Regions from separate parts of the Ovis aries genome. Here region 2 is linked to region 1. The links are chromatin contacts, called in public Hi-C maps. All regions are on one chromosome and are shown on one strand. The core of a region is the stretch at or near the end of the contact, and the rest is flanking DNA. Distances in the headings are between cores, read along the strand shown.

Region 1 (6,613 bases), core at 2,355-4,854:
GTCCTGGAAACCTACACCCAGAAGACCGGAAGGACAACTCAGGATGCACTATGGGAACTTTTATAGTGTTTCCTTCAATTTTTATTTTTATTTTTTTGTCTTGTACAGGTATAACTACTCCAAAAGAAAAAAAAAAAAGAAGAAAATTTTCAAAGGAGAGAGGAGAGCTGGGAGGCACAGACGTGGGAGGCTGCAGCAGGACTGAGCCAGGATTGGTGGACCCAGGCCACCTCTCTTGACTCCCGGCTTTCCGGCATTTTGAGTTATGGGCGATCTGGCAGCATCTTCTCAGAGACAAGTGGAGCCGAGGCTGTGGGACCTGGAGACCCTCCTCTGACCTGGAGCCTGAGCCTCCCCTGATTGACAGCTTCAGCCTGTCCCTGCTTGCCCCAGAAGACTGTCCTTACCAAACTCCTCCCCCTTGTGGGACACAGGCTGAGCCTTAAATCCCCTTCTGGGCTAAATGGGGACAGTTATCCCAGGGGCCTCCTTCTGTCCTTGAGGACAGACTGTCCCCTGTAGGAGCACCGGGCACTGTGCTGGGTGTTTTAGGGACAAGTGTCTCTTAATCTGAATAGAATCCAGCAGAAAAAGGAGAAAAAAGTATTGCTCTTCCCAATGGACAGATGCGGAAAAGGGGCTCAGTGTCTTGCCCAAGCTTCACAGTGCAGGTGGAGTGGGATTCTCACCCAGGATGGGCTCACCCGAGAGTCCTGACCACTAGGCTGTCCTGCCTTGGGCTCTTCAGGAGAAAGTCCACCCCTCCTGTCTCCTCAGATCTCTTGCCTTTGGCCCGCTCTGGTTTCTAGAAGAGGGGCTACAGTCACCCCCCCCAAGCCATTCTCTGCCTGGGATGCCTTTCCTCCTCCTTCTCCCCGCCATTTACCAGGCGAACTCCTACTTGACTGGTGGAGCCCAGCAAAACCCTGACTTCCTTCCCAGAGAGTCCCAAACTGTACCTCCTGTCCCCTGATCTGTGTTCCCACAGAGCTCCCCAAGAGTGGGGAGGGAAAGCTCAGGGGACGTGGCTGGGACATGAGTTCCAACCCAGCCCTGCCTGGGCAGAAGGGAGGGTACAGTCAGCTTGTTCTGGGTGCTCAGAAGGGCAGGACTGGGGCAGAGTGGACGTGAGAAGGAGGAAGTCCTTGGCTCACCCAGGAAAAGATGGATGGGCCACCCCTGTGACTAGTTGGCTTAGAGGCCAGGAGAAAGACAAGTTCCAGAAGGAGAGGGAAGCAAAGATCCAGACTGTCTAGCAGTGTCTGGCTGGCTCTCCACTAGCCCAAGACGATAGCCAGGCCTTCCCAGTGTGTGTGCAACTGGGCCTCTGTGGCAAGGCTGGGGGTGGAGGATTATGTTCTGTGCACAGGAGCCCTAGACGCCTACGCCCAGTGAGCATGTGCACAGAGAGACAAAAGCCTCCCCTGAGAGCCCAGAGACCCCCACCCTGGGGTGGAGACAAGCAGCATTGGGAGCAGAGTGGTGTGGGTTCTTCCTAAACTCAGAATCCCCAGTGCTGAGAACAGTAACTGGCACACAGTGGGCTCCTGCACATTGGTTGGATGGATGACTGAGTGACTTCCTGATCCCAGGCCCAAGGAGGAGGACCTGACGTTTGTCTGCCTGCTCCACTGTGAGGCAAGACTGCTTGGGTTCTGTGAGCCTGGGAGAGGCGGGTGTGCAGGCAGGCTTCAAAGGACCAGGAGGCAAGGGATGGGGACCAGGAGCACCATGGTGAAGCCGCTCTGTCTCTGGTGAAGCACTCTCTGATCCCTGGGTATTCACAGCACTGAGGAACTTTCAGGTACCCCCAGAATCCCCAGCGGGGACCCCCACACACAATTCCACGGTGGTCATTAAAGCTGGGTCTGTGGACTCAAATGTGTCCCTAGCTAGACCAACGCCTGTTCTGGTGTGCTAAGGGGCCTGATGGAGCCCCCGAGGCACTGGTTTGCCAGGCCACCCACTTCCAGGGGTGACTTTGCACCAGCCCCAGCCTCTCTCCAGGCCTGTTTCCCCACTTATACAGTCAGATCCTGTGACCCCCTCTCCCTGCCCGAGGTCAGACCTCGCGCACAGCTGCCTTCCCCCTCTGACTGGCAAACAGCCCCTGGGACTGCCCGGGGATGCATGGACCTGCCTGGGCACACGCGTGCACACGCAAAGGCACACACACAGGGTTAGGCATGTGCACACAGGCCCCTGCTCCCACAGGTACACACGTTCACACAAGCAGACACACTCTCACACCCTGCAAGCGCAACCCACCCTCACACTCAGCCCCCCCCGCCCCCCCCCGCCGTGTGTCCCGGCCCTTCCCTCCCGACCCTCACCCTTGCCCAGGGCACTCACACCAGCTCACACTCACTCACGCTCCCTCACACACACCCCACATAGGCTGGGCACCGACAGTTGGCGCGGGCGGGGCTGGGAGCGGGAGGGAGAAAACCCGCGACTCCACCGGGGAAGAGGGGTGCGGGGGGTGCGCGGGCGAGGGAAATGACAGCCCGCGGTCCCCCTGAGTCCCGGCTCATGAATATTAATATGGCGGTAATTAAAATGCAGGGACGCGGCAGGATGGATGCGGTGCCTCCGGAGCGCTGGGGAGCGCGGCGTCTTCGCAGGCGGGGTGGAACCCGCTCCTCGCGGGCGCTCAGGCTCTGGGGCCGGGAGGGAGGGTGGGGGGAGAAGGGGGCCGGGGCCGGGGTCTGGGATCTGTTTCGGCCCGGCCGAGCGTGGCGGCCGCGCGTTCCCACCCGCGCCCTGCCCCAGGCCGGGCCGCCCGCCAGGCCCCCGTTTCCCGGAGCCGGCCCCCTCCCGCCCTCGCGGCCCGGTGATGTCATCGGCACAAAACTTTCCGCTTCCCGGCCGTCTCGGGGCCCTGAGTCATCGCCGCCTCCGGCCCGGCCCGCGCCGTCTGTTTGTGCAGAGCTGAGCCCCGCGGGGCCCCGGCCTGACTTCAGGCTGACACGGTCCGGAACCGCGTGGGGCCCCTGTACCCCACGCTGCGGGCCGCAGGGGTGGCGGCGGCGCTCCTGGGGGCTGTGGAGTCGGCTGGGGCGCCGGTAGGGCACACTCTGGGGTTCCAGTCTCAAATCGCCTTGACCTTGGGCAAGTCCTTTAGGCTTTCTGAACGTCCCGTGTCCTCACCTGCCACTTAGCAGGTGCTCCACGAATCTTCCCAGACTCAGTAAGTGAGTTGTGCTGCTGGGTGACCCCAGGCCCAGAGATGGGAAGGGACTCGTCCAAAGTCACACAGCACATGGGCAGGAGAGCTGGGTTTCTGGGCCCAAGTCCCTTCTGTCTTGCCACACGCTCTTAACGACCTAGGGCTGAGGACCCATTGGGGCATCTGCTGAGCGGGGCAGACCCAACAAGGTGGGTGGAGGGGCGTGTTCTGGAGCAGGCCCACGGTAGAGGGTGGGGGGGGGGGGGTGAGTCCAGACCAGTTTTCTCATCTCTAAAAGCAGGGCTGAAAATCAAGTCAGAAATAATAAAAGGCTCCAATAAGAAAAGACTATGCAGTGTGAAGGCTATTGGGCAGCTGTTAGCACCATATCCAGTGAGTGGGCCGTTTTGGAGTCTGATGACCTCGGTTCAAATCGCTGGCTCTCGGCCCCTTGTCCCCCACGCCTTGCTCTGCGCCCTCAAGTCAGGTACTGACAGCTGAGCCCTGTGCCAGAGCTGCCACCTTCCGCCTCCTCGGCCTCCTGGGTGCTGGGAAGGCTTGTCAGCAAATGCCCACTGCGTCAGAGACGTACGGAGACTGTGCCAAAAACATGGCCACTCTTAGGCTCTTGCTTGGGTCTTTGGCCTGTAACCTCAGGGCCCAGTGGATAGATGGAAACAAAGACCCTTCTGGCTGCTTCTCTCTGGGGCTGAGCAGGGATTAGGTCTGGGATTCCAGACCACACAGCTTCTCAGATGAGTGGTTGTAGCTCAGGCTGTTCCCCACATGCACCCCCAGTGCCACCCAGTGTCTCCCCTGGGTCCAGGCCTGCCCCTCCTGTGGGCCTGTGTGTGTCCATGTGGCTGAGCCCTCCTGACCCACACCCTACTCCTGCCCACACACACCCCCTCAAGCATCAGAGAAAGATTCACCCCGCATCCTTGCCTCTCCCTTCCCGCCCCCCACCCAGCTTCACTAAGACTCTTTCAAGTGCTCCAGAGCTGGGGGCGCCTCTTCTTGCCTAGAGGCCTTTGTACGTGCTCTTCCCTTCCTCTGCCAGGAACACCCCCTCTCTCCTCTCCCCCGTTTCTGGTTAACATCTTCTCCACCATCTCTCCTTAGCTCTTCCCCTGGGGAGTTGTCCTAGTTACCACCGCCCCATAACACACACACATACACACACACACACACACACACACACACATTACACAGACCAGACTGCACACAGGCGCAAGCACACTCCATTACACAGATCACAGACACAAAGGCTCACACATACACACACACTCTTGTACATTTACACACTCTACATGCCATAGACCGCAGACACACACCCGCACACATCACCTGGACCATTCAGTGTGCACACCTTACATGCCTTGACCATACAACAAACGCACACATGTTCACACACACCTTACACAGTGGTGCCCCTCCCAAGGGCTCCTACAGCCTCTAATCTTGCCTCCTCCCCATGGTATTTACCCTCCCCCACTCCAGTGAGGACAGGGACCCATCCCCTTCTCCTCCATTCCAGCACAGTCCAGGCCTTGGACCAATTCTTGCTCAACCCTTGATCCCTTCCCTTGGGCAACATTTGTTTTTCGGCCAAGCCATGGAGCATGTGAGATCTTAGTTCCCTAACCAGGGATCGAACTTATGCCTCTGCGTTGGAAATGTGGAATCTTAAGCACTGGACCATGAGGGAAGTTCCCCCCATGTCCAACACTGTCCCAGTCCCACTCCATCGAGGTCCTTGCAAATGAATACCCGCCCCTATTTGTGCCAGGAGCTGTCCACACTCCCACTAGAGCCACTCCAGGCCTTGCCTTCTCACCTGCAGGTCACAGGCACCTGGGTTTTGAACAGTCACACTCCCAGGTGTGGCTGTCCCAACCCCTCCCACCCCCCATCAACCCTCCAGGGCCTCAGGAGTATTTGGTGGCTTGAACAGCACCAGAACCTTGAGGTCACTTCTTTTGGGAGTTTCAACTTTCTCATCTGTAAAATGACACTGAAAGTGTCTTGCAGAAACTCAGATGTGTCCCAGTGGATGTCATTTCAGGGCTGCCAGGTTCCTGCTGGGCTGAGTTTGTGAATGAACTGAGCTTTGGTCGGTGCAACTCATCCTTGAGGTGAGCCCACTCCCCAACTGAGTGTCCTGGTCATGCCCTTCCTGCAAACTGAGACCCTGGGGCACTTTGCACTAAGCCCTGGAGTGGGGTTGTCTTGGGGTTCTTGACAAGCAGCAGGCATTGTCTGTCTGGGGGGGCTGCCTTGCAAGGAGGAAGACTTGTGACCTCCACGGAGCAGGGGAGGGAGATGGAACGGGGGACAGGGAAACTGGGCTGGAGCCTCAGATCCCCTCCTGCCATCCAGCAGAGTGCCACCGTGGTTGCCTGACCCTGATGAGAGAAACTTCTAGAGAAGGACTGATTTTGGCGAGTGACCAGAATCAGGTGAATGAGGGGAAACAGGCAGGTATGGAGAAAGCCCTGAGGGACCTGCTTTCATCAAGGTAGATGCGTTTATGGGAGATGGGAAAGATGAACCTCAGTGTCCACCCTCTCGGTCACTGCCCCTTGGGTGTTAGGGCCCCTTCCCTGGCCCAGCAGGAGCCCGGCAGCTCACCTGAGCTCAGACTCGGCGTGGCACACAACACCCCTTATTCAGAGAGGGAGAAACAGAGGCCAGGGCCAGGAGGGGACTGGCCAGGCCACATGGAAAGGGGCGTGGATCGGTCGCCTGCTGCTCTCTGAGTTTTCCTTCATAGGGGAGTTGCTGACACCTCTGTGTCCCTGGCATGGAATTACATGCTGGGCACATGGTGAAGAAAGAATCCACTGCTGCCCTGGTGGAGCTTAGAGTCTAAGGAGTGAACAAATAAGGCAGCACAAGAAAAGCAGGAAAGGATGGAGGCTGGGATGGTAAAGACAGGACACTCACACGCCTATAAACACTCCCTTATAGGGACCTATGTTTGTGCCCCAGAGTTTCTTCCAGAACCTTCACTCATTCTGTCCAGTTAGTTAGTTCAGTCGCTCAGTCATGTCCGACTCTTTGTGACCCCATGGTCCGCAGCATGCCAGGCCTCCCTGTCCATCACCAACTCCCGGAGCTTACTCAAACTTGTGTCCATTGAGTCAGTGATGCCATCCAACCATCTCATCCTCTGTCATCCCCTTCTCCTCCAGTCTTCGATCTTTCCCAGCATCAGGGTCTTTGCCAGTGAGTCAGTTCTTCACATCAGGTGGCCAAAGTATTGGAGTTTCAGCTTCAACGTCAGTCCTTCCAATGAATATTCAGGACTAATTTCCTTTAGGATGGACTGGTTGGATCTCCTTGCAGTCCAAGGGACTCTCAAGAGCCTTCTCCAACACCACAGTTCAGATGCATCAGTTCTTGGGTGCTCAGCTTTCTTTATAGTCCAACTCTCACATTCAT
Region 2 (7,180 bases), core at 547-3,046, 310 kb before region 1:
TGCTCCATGTCCAGTTCTAACTGTTTCTTCCTGACCTGCATATAGGTTTCTCAAGAGGCGGGTCAGGTGGTCTGGTATTCCCATCTCTTTCAGAATTTTCCACAGTTTATTGTGATCCACACAGTCAAAGGCTTTGGCATAGTCAATAAAGCAGAAAGAGATGTTTTTCTGGAACTCTCTTGCTTTTTCAGTGATCCAGCAGATGTTGGCAATTTGATCTCTGGTTCCTCTGCCTTTTCTAAAACGAGCTTGAACATCAGGAAGTTCACGGTTCACGTATTGCTGAAGCCTGGCTTGGAGAATTTTGAGCATTACTTTACTAGCATGTGAGATGAGTGCAATTGTGCGGTAGTTTGAGCATTCTTTGGCATTGCCTTTCTTTGGGATTGGAATGAAAACTGACCTTTTCCAGTCCTGTGGCCACTGCTGAGTTTTCCAAATTTGCTGGCATATTGAGTGCAGCACTTTCACAGCATCATCTTTCAGGATTTGAAAGAGCTCAACTGGAATTCCATCACCTCCACTAGCTTTGTTCATAGTGATGCTTTCTAAGGCCCACTTGACTTCACATTCCAGGATGTCTGGCTCTAGGTGAGTGATCACACCATCGTGATTATCTTGGTTGTGACGATCTTTTTTGTACAGTTCTTCTGTGTATTCCTGCCACCTCTTCTTAATGTCTTCTGCTTACGTTAGGTCCATACCATTTCTGTCCTTTATCGAGCCCATCTTTGCATGAAATGTTCCCTTGGTATCTCTAATTTTCTTGAAGAGATCTCTAGTCTTTCCCATTCTGTTGTTTTCCTCTATTTCTTTGCATTGATTGTTGAGGAAGGCTTTCTTATCTCTTCTTGCTATTCTTTGGAACTCTGCATTCAGATGCTTATATCTTTACTTTTCTCCTTTGCTTTTTGCTTCTCTTCTTTTCAAAGCTATTTGTAAGGCCTCCTCAGGCAGCCATTTTGCTTTTTTGCATTTCTTTTCCATGGGGATGGTCTTCATCCCTGTCTCATGTACAACGACACGAACCTCCATCCATAGTTCATCAGGCACTCTATCAGATTTAGTCCCTTAAATCTGTTTCTCACTTCCACTGTATATTCATAAGGGATCTGATTTAGGTCATACCTGAATGATCTAGTGGTTTTCCCTACTTTCTTCAATTTGAGTCTGGATTTGGTAATAAGGAGTTCATGATCTGAGCCACAGTCAGCTCCTGGTCTTGTTTTTGTTGACTGTATAGAGCTTCTCCATCTCCGCTAGGTGGTGCTAAAGAGACACTGAACTTAGTGGAGGTTTTGATAACAGTTGAGGTAGAGGCGTGAACCGGGAGGAGGCTGCACGCCCTCGAGTTCTAGGTTGTTCCGCACGCTCTGTTCAAGGCCTGGTTCTCCCCCTGGATCTGGTGCTTGGGCGTGGTGGGCGGCGCTGGACGCTAGTAGGGGCATGCCGCAGAGCTCAGAGTGCTGGCAGGGACTCACCTATTTGGCCAGCCCTGAGCCGGCTGGTGCGGTTCCTGTTGAAGGCACACATTGAGCTAGTTCTCCAGAGTCTGGGCTCAGCACCCAGACAGGGCTTTCGCAGCCCCTCGGTGGTGGTGAGGGAGGCCCTGACTGACGGTTGCAAGGAGCTCTGTGTGCCGTGGCCTGCGTGCTGTGGCCGGGGGCGGGGGCAGTGTTGCCGCTGCAAAACCAGGGATTCGCTAGGGCTGGCGCAGCTGGGAGACTGAACAGACGAGTCGGAAAGGAGACTGGGCCAGCCTGGGACCTGCCCTGGTGGCCCTGGGCCTCCCGCACAAGGCCGTCGTGGGGCAGGCTTCTCCACCTCAGGAAATGCAGCCCTGGCGCCTTTAAGAGCCCAGGGCAGGCAGGAAAAGAATTTCAGTTTCAATCTGGCTTCTAAATTTGGAGTTTTGGGAAGGGAGGGATCAGATTTCAGCTGGAAGGGAAGGAGCTGACAGGAAAGCGCTGTGCAGAGCCTCCCCCCCACCCCATCCCCCCTCAGTTACTGACAGAGGAACCATTTACAAAAGGCCGATTCTCTTGGGAGTGAAGAGGCAGGAACGCAGCGTCTGTGAGTAATTTCCTGCTCAATATGGCTGCTCTGACTCACAATTCCCCTGGGGTCACTGCGGGACTGCAGCTCGCTTGCTCCTTCTAGCTTTCTCTTCTCCCTTTGTGGCTAGAATGAGCTAATTTTTTTTTTTTTTTTGTCTTCTCGACCCCTTTCCTTTTTCTCCTCATCTGTTTTCCTTTCCAGAGTTACAGAGGCTCCTTCCAAAGGACTGAAGGGTGGGGGTGGGCCAGCCCCTCTAGAGAAAGCATCTTTGGCCTTTCCAGGGAGGGGGCCAGGGCCTCTGGGGCCTCGGGGCTCAGGCCTCCCCCTGGCTCTGCCAGGGTGCCAGAGAGGCCTTTCGGCTTGCCATCCTGTGCCCCTAGTGGGGAAGGCTGGCCGACGCCCCCTTGCTAGCCTTGGCCTAAGAGCCGTTGCTGAGCAGACTCGTGGAGCTGCAGCTGTGACAGGCCAGCAGGGTGCCTCCTGGGTGGTTTCTCACAGGGCTCAGTCCAGAGTGAGACTGGTTCTATAGCTCCAGTGATCCCTGAGCTTCTCAGGGCCTGGAAGTATGCAAGAGAGGGCTGGAGCCTGGCACTCCTCCTGTGGGGCAGGGCGCCTGGGGAAGGGGCGGGGCGAGGGGAGGATGGGGGTGGAGTCTGATGGAGTGGGGCTCCGGAACAAGCTCTGAGGGCTGAGGGCGAGGGCCAGCACCTGCAGGCTGGGGGCTCCTGGCTGCCTTCCTGCAGGAAGGAATCTTAGAGAGAGGAGGGGGAAGTCTGGGTGAAGGGACCAGCCCAGGAGAAGCCCAGTGGGGACCTTGGGCCGTGGCCTCACTGCTCAGGGAAGGAGCCCATTGTCCATGCTACTGAACCGGGGGGTTGAGACAGGTTTTTTGGGGGGACTTGGGCCAGGGGAGGGAGATGACAGGGGTAAAATGGCAGCGTTTTCAGCTTTGATCTTGCAGTTTTGTAAGAGTTGCCCTCCCTGGGGGAGTGAGAGAGTGAGTCCACAGCCATGGGTGAGGGCTTTGTGCTCATGGGGCCCGCACTCATGCCCCAGTACGGAGAGGGGGCTGAGGGACCCCGTCCCTTCCCCCTGGAACAGCTCTCTACCAGCCCTGCCTCCACACACAGCCTCTTCTGGAACCTTCCACCTACTCGAGGTCCAAGTCAGCTTTCTCGCCAGCTCAGCCTCTGCTTTTCAGACTCTTTCTTTTGAAGCCTGCGCTCAGGGTGCTGAGCCCCGTACCCCAGCATCAGCCGGGGAGGGGGCAGTGTGGAGGGGATCGTGAACTACCTGTTAATAAATATGGACGTGCTGGCCTTGTGCTGTCTGAGGGGTGCACTCAGACGCATGCGCTTCCTCATCTCAGCGCTGGTTTCTGAGATCATGGGGGCTCCATTGGGCCTGCTGCAGGATTTCTTCCAAGAGGAGGGACTGGGACCGTACGGTCCTTGCTCCTGCCTGTCCCTTGCTGCTGGGGTTGCCGTCCCTTCTCCATTCGGCTGCCAGGTGAGACTGGCCTTCTAAAGACCTTCCTCCCGCATCTGCTGCAGGTGACCGTGTTTTTCCCCTCTTTTCCTTCCTACCTCCGCCTCCCATGAAGAAGGCAGTCGGGTGCTTGGGCTTGGTCCAGGCCCTCTCCCAAACCAACCCTTCCCTAGGCTCTTCCAGCTCTGCCTGTGGCAGGCCTAGAGGGACCCTGTCTCTGGCACGTGTGTGTATGCGTGCGCATGGGCACATGCACTCGTGCGCCTGCCTGCACGACTGCCACCCCATAGGTGCATGCTGCCACCTGGTCTTCGTGAGAGTGTGTGCGCGTGTGTCTGTATACATGGCCATGTGTGTTTGTGTGCATGTGTGTGTTTGTGCTTCCATGTTGCGTGGGTGTACACATGTGTGTGCTGGAGCAGCCTTGCTGCAGGGGAGCAGGGGGTAGGCTCCAGGGCCCACCTCTCCAGCTTGTGAACTCTTCTTTTCCAGATGAAGACAGGCCCCTTTGCAGAGCACTCCAACCAGCTGTGGAACATCAGCGCGGTCCCCTCCTGGTCCAAAGTGAACCAGGGTCTCATCCGCATGTATAAGGCTGAGGTGAGTGGGGACTGGCTGGCGCTCTCGGTTCTGGGCGCCCTCTCCCCCCGCCCCCCGCCACTGTTCTGCTCTTGGTCCAGCTCTGAGTTGTGGGCCAGCCCCCTCTCACACCTGAGGCCTGTGAATCTCTGTTCATGGATGGGCAGCCGGAAAAGCCCTGTGACGGAGGCCAGATCCTGCTGCCCCCGGGTCTCTGTTCCTACTTGTCAAATGCCTGGAGGCGCTTCTCAGCTCTGTGTCCTGTGGGGACGCAAAAAAGGAAACAGGCTTGGGAAAAGGCTCTATCCTTTGGAGACGTCATCCAAAGTGCTGTTTCTCCCACTTTGGTGTGTCTGATGGCTGGGCAGGTAGGAGGTGTTGGGGGGAGGCCCGGGGCTGCATTTTTAATAATCGCTCCTGGGGTCCTCCCTGCTCTCCAGTCAGAGCAGCAGGGAGAAGTATGGGCCTCTGGAGCTCCCCCTGCCGGGAGGCGGCTGCCCTCTCTCCTGCCCCCTCTGCTCGTCCTCCTTGGTGCCCTTCTCCCATCCAAGGACGTGACTTTTTCTCTGGCAAGTAGGGAGGAGACATTTCTTCCCACTCTGTCCTTTCCTCTAGCTTCTTCCACATCTTAGGCAGACCAATCCTAGAACTGCTTGACCTTGACCCGGGAGGGCCTGCCATGAAGTCCCTCACCCAGAGCAGTGGGTCCCAAACTCCCCTCTTTTCACCCTTCGGCTGGTGGTCTCAGGTGTTGTTCTGCAGGTGCTTCTTTCTTGACCCTTGGTCATCCCTCTCCAGGGAAGGGGAAGGTTGTCTAGGTGGCCTCCTTACAGCCAGAGCTCACTCAGGGCCATTAGCAGAGGCAGAGGAGCAGGAGGGTCAGTGGCTGGGAGTACCAGCGCTTCCAGTGGCCTGGATCCCTCTATGCTGCCCTGAAGGGGTTAAAGGCACTGGGACTGACCAGGCCTGGCCCTCTCCCTCCCTTCCGCCCCCTCCCCCTCCGGTCCCCTTCCTCTGGACTTCACATCCTGTGTTTAGGTTCCAGCCCACATACCTCTCTAATCTGAGAGGAGCCTTTGCTGGGGCTGGGCAGGCTCCATCCGGCCCTCAGCCCTCCATGCTGGCCCTCCTGCTGGAGAGTCCCCAGGGCACTGCCCTCTGTGTGTTCTGTTGTTATCGACCCCTCCCCACCCCAGTCCCACAGTGGGTGCTGAAGGGGTCTCCCCGCTGCCGCTCCCTCCAGGCCCCCCCAACCCCCACCCCCGCATAGGCTGGACTTTGGTGCCTTCCCTGCCTGGGATGCTGTCCTTCCTGCAGGCTCTTACTTGAGTGACTAAACTTATCTTGACCTGGGCCCCTAAGGGTGGAACAGAAGGCCCTGCTTCCGGTCTCTACCTGTGTCCAGAGGCAAAAGAACCCTGGCCGACAGGACGAGGGAGGAGAGGGTAAGACTGCAGCCCTGATGGTGCCGCACAAAGTGGTCGAAGGTGGAACAGCTGTCCGTGTGTCTCTGGCTGTTAAACACAGGAGGTCAGCGACTGAAAACTACCCGTAGCTCAGGACCAGACAGAGGGAGCGCTGAGCAGATAACCCAGCGCCCTTCCTGAAGCCCAGAGACTGTGGCTCTGGGTGCGCGCAGCCTGCCAGCCACTGTGTGGTGGCCGCGCCTTGGTTGAACCAGCTCTTAATAGGGCCACTGAGTCCCTGTAACCTGCAGCAGCCATTTATAAGCTGCCAGCAGGTCACCCTTAGTCTGTGATCCCGGGGCTTGTGGAGTTGCACGCTCCCTGAGCAGAGGAAAGCGAGGAATGGACTCGCTCTTCCAGACAGGTTCCGGTCCTTGGGGACCTTGGGTCCTTGGGGACCTCCGAGGCCTGCCAGTTCTGAAGTGCAGATGGGGGTTAGCAGAGGGCAGAGCCCCAGACAGAGTTGGCTGTGGGAGGGGAGCTGCCCTGAGCTGCCACAAAGGCCTGTCCAGGCCTGGTGTTTGGGCCCAACTGTCTGCATCTTCAAGCTGCCTGTCTCGGCCTTTCTGAGTGGAAGAACCAGATGCTTCTGGGGCCCTTGTTTTGGGGGGGTGGGCCTGTCTCCTGAAGGCTGGCCCCATGCGGGTGTTCCCTTCAGAAGGGTCTGTCAGGACCGAGGAGCCCCTTCTCTCCCTGACTCACTGGGAGCTGGGAGGACCGCCCACTGAAAGGTCTGGACTCAGCCTGGCTGAAGCAGTTGCTCTGTCCAGAGCATAGGTATTGCCGGCACAGGTATTGCTGGCACAGGTCACTGCTCTGGAGAAGAGGCCCGGCCTGAGGCGCCTCTGCTGTGACCCTGGTGTTCCACTTCCTTTGCCCCAGGCAAGCCCTTTGCCTTTAGCCCAGTTCCTCGCCTCCTCTGACCCTGGGGAAGCTTGTTTGGGGGATCCCTGAGGGTGGAGTGAACAGAACCCCTGCTCCAGGCCCCTAAGCCTCTTGCCTTTGTAACTTCTCAGGCCTGAAAGTTAGAAGCAGGTCGACCTTTGACCCTTTCTGGAATTCCAGGGCCCTGGGGGCCCCCCTTTGACAAACTCCTACCACTTCCTCCATGACCTAAGCACAATGGCAGCTGCCTTTGCCTCTGGCCTGGATCTGCTGCTCCTCCCCGCCAGGGGCCACCCCCAGCTGCCTGCCCCCGACTTTGTCTGCCCCAGGCCCAGGAGTCTGACTGTGGCCTGGAGGTCTGCTCCCTCACACAGCTTAGCTCCCCATCCTTCCATCATAGATTTCCCTTCCTGCTCACCTCCGGGCCCTCTTCAGGCCTTGTGGACCATCCCCCACTCTGAGACACAAACACACACACACCCCACCCTGACACAAACACACACACACACACACACACAGCTGGCAAAGGCCCCTTCATCTCTGCTGCTGGCTCTTGAGGTCAGGGACCCTGGGCCAGCGCTGGCCTTTGTTCCTCTGAGGTAGCAGAAGGAGGAGACAGTAACAGGATGGGACCCTCGCCCTCTCTGTGGCCAAAATCCTATTCCAGCCCAGCCAGGAGGTGCACATCCTGCCTGCCTGTGCAG

The links. Hi-C and Micro-C count contacts between places; a contact is called where the count stands out from the background.
Region 2: a contact with region 1 is called in a Hi-C map of hypothalamus, with 2.4 times the contacts expected there. The contact joins two enhancer-like sites. A contact is called at or near these places in 3 of 16 Hi-C or Micro-C datasets (hypothalamus, omental adipose tissue and tail adipose tissue).

What each region holds. Positions count from the first base shown.
Region 1 is chr3:7,007,627-7,014,239 of ARS-UI_Ramb_v3.0, reverse strand. LOC121818990 (a long non-coding RNA gene) reads left to right here. Exons shown (of 3, transcript XR_009599737.1): 3 at 109-1,891. Among named protein-coding and RNA genes, the nearest start is that of C3H9orf50, 120 kb to the right of the region's middle. Within about 2 kb of position 3,604, at least 45 of the 54 cell types and tissues checked have an H3K27ac peak or open chromatin away from gene starts, as enhancers often do. A contact at or near this core is called in hypothalamus and tail adipose tissue, where this site is marked.
Region 2 is chr3:7,317,182-7,324,361 of ARS-UI_Ramb_v3.0, reverse strand. PTPA (protein phosphatase 2 phosphatase activator) reads left to right here. Exons shown (of 10, transcript XM_027966316.3): 9 at 4,039-4,146. Among named protein-coding and RNA genes, the nearest start is that of PTPA, 28 kb to the left of the region's middle. Within about 2 kb of position 1,796, at least 52 of the 54 cell types and tissues checked have an H3K27ac peak or open chromatin away from gene starts, as enhancers often do. A contact at or near this core is called in hypothalamus and tail adipose tissue, where this site is marked.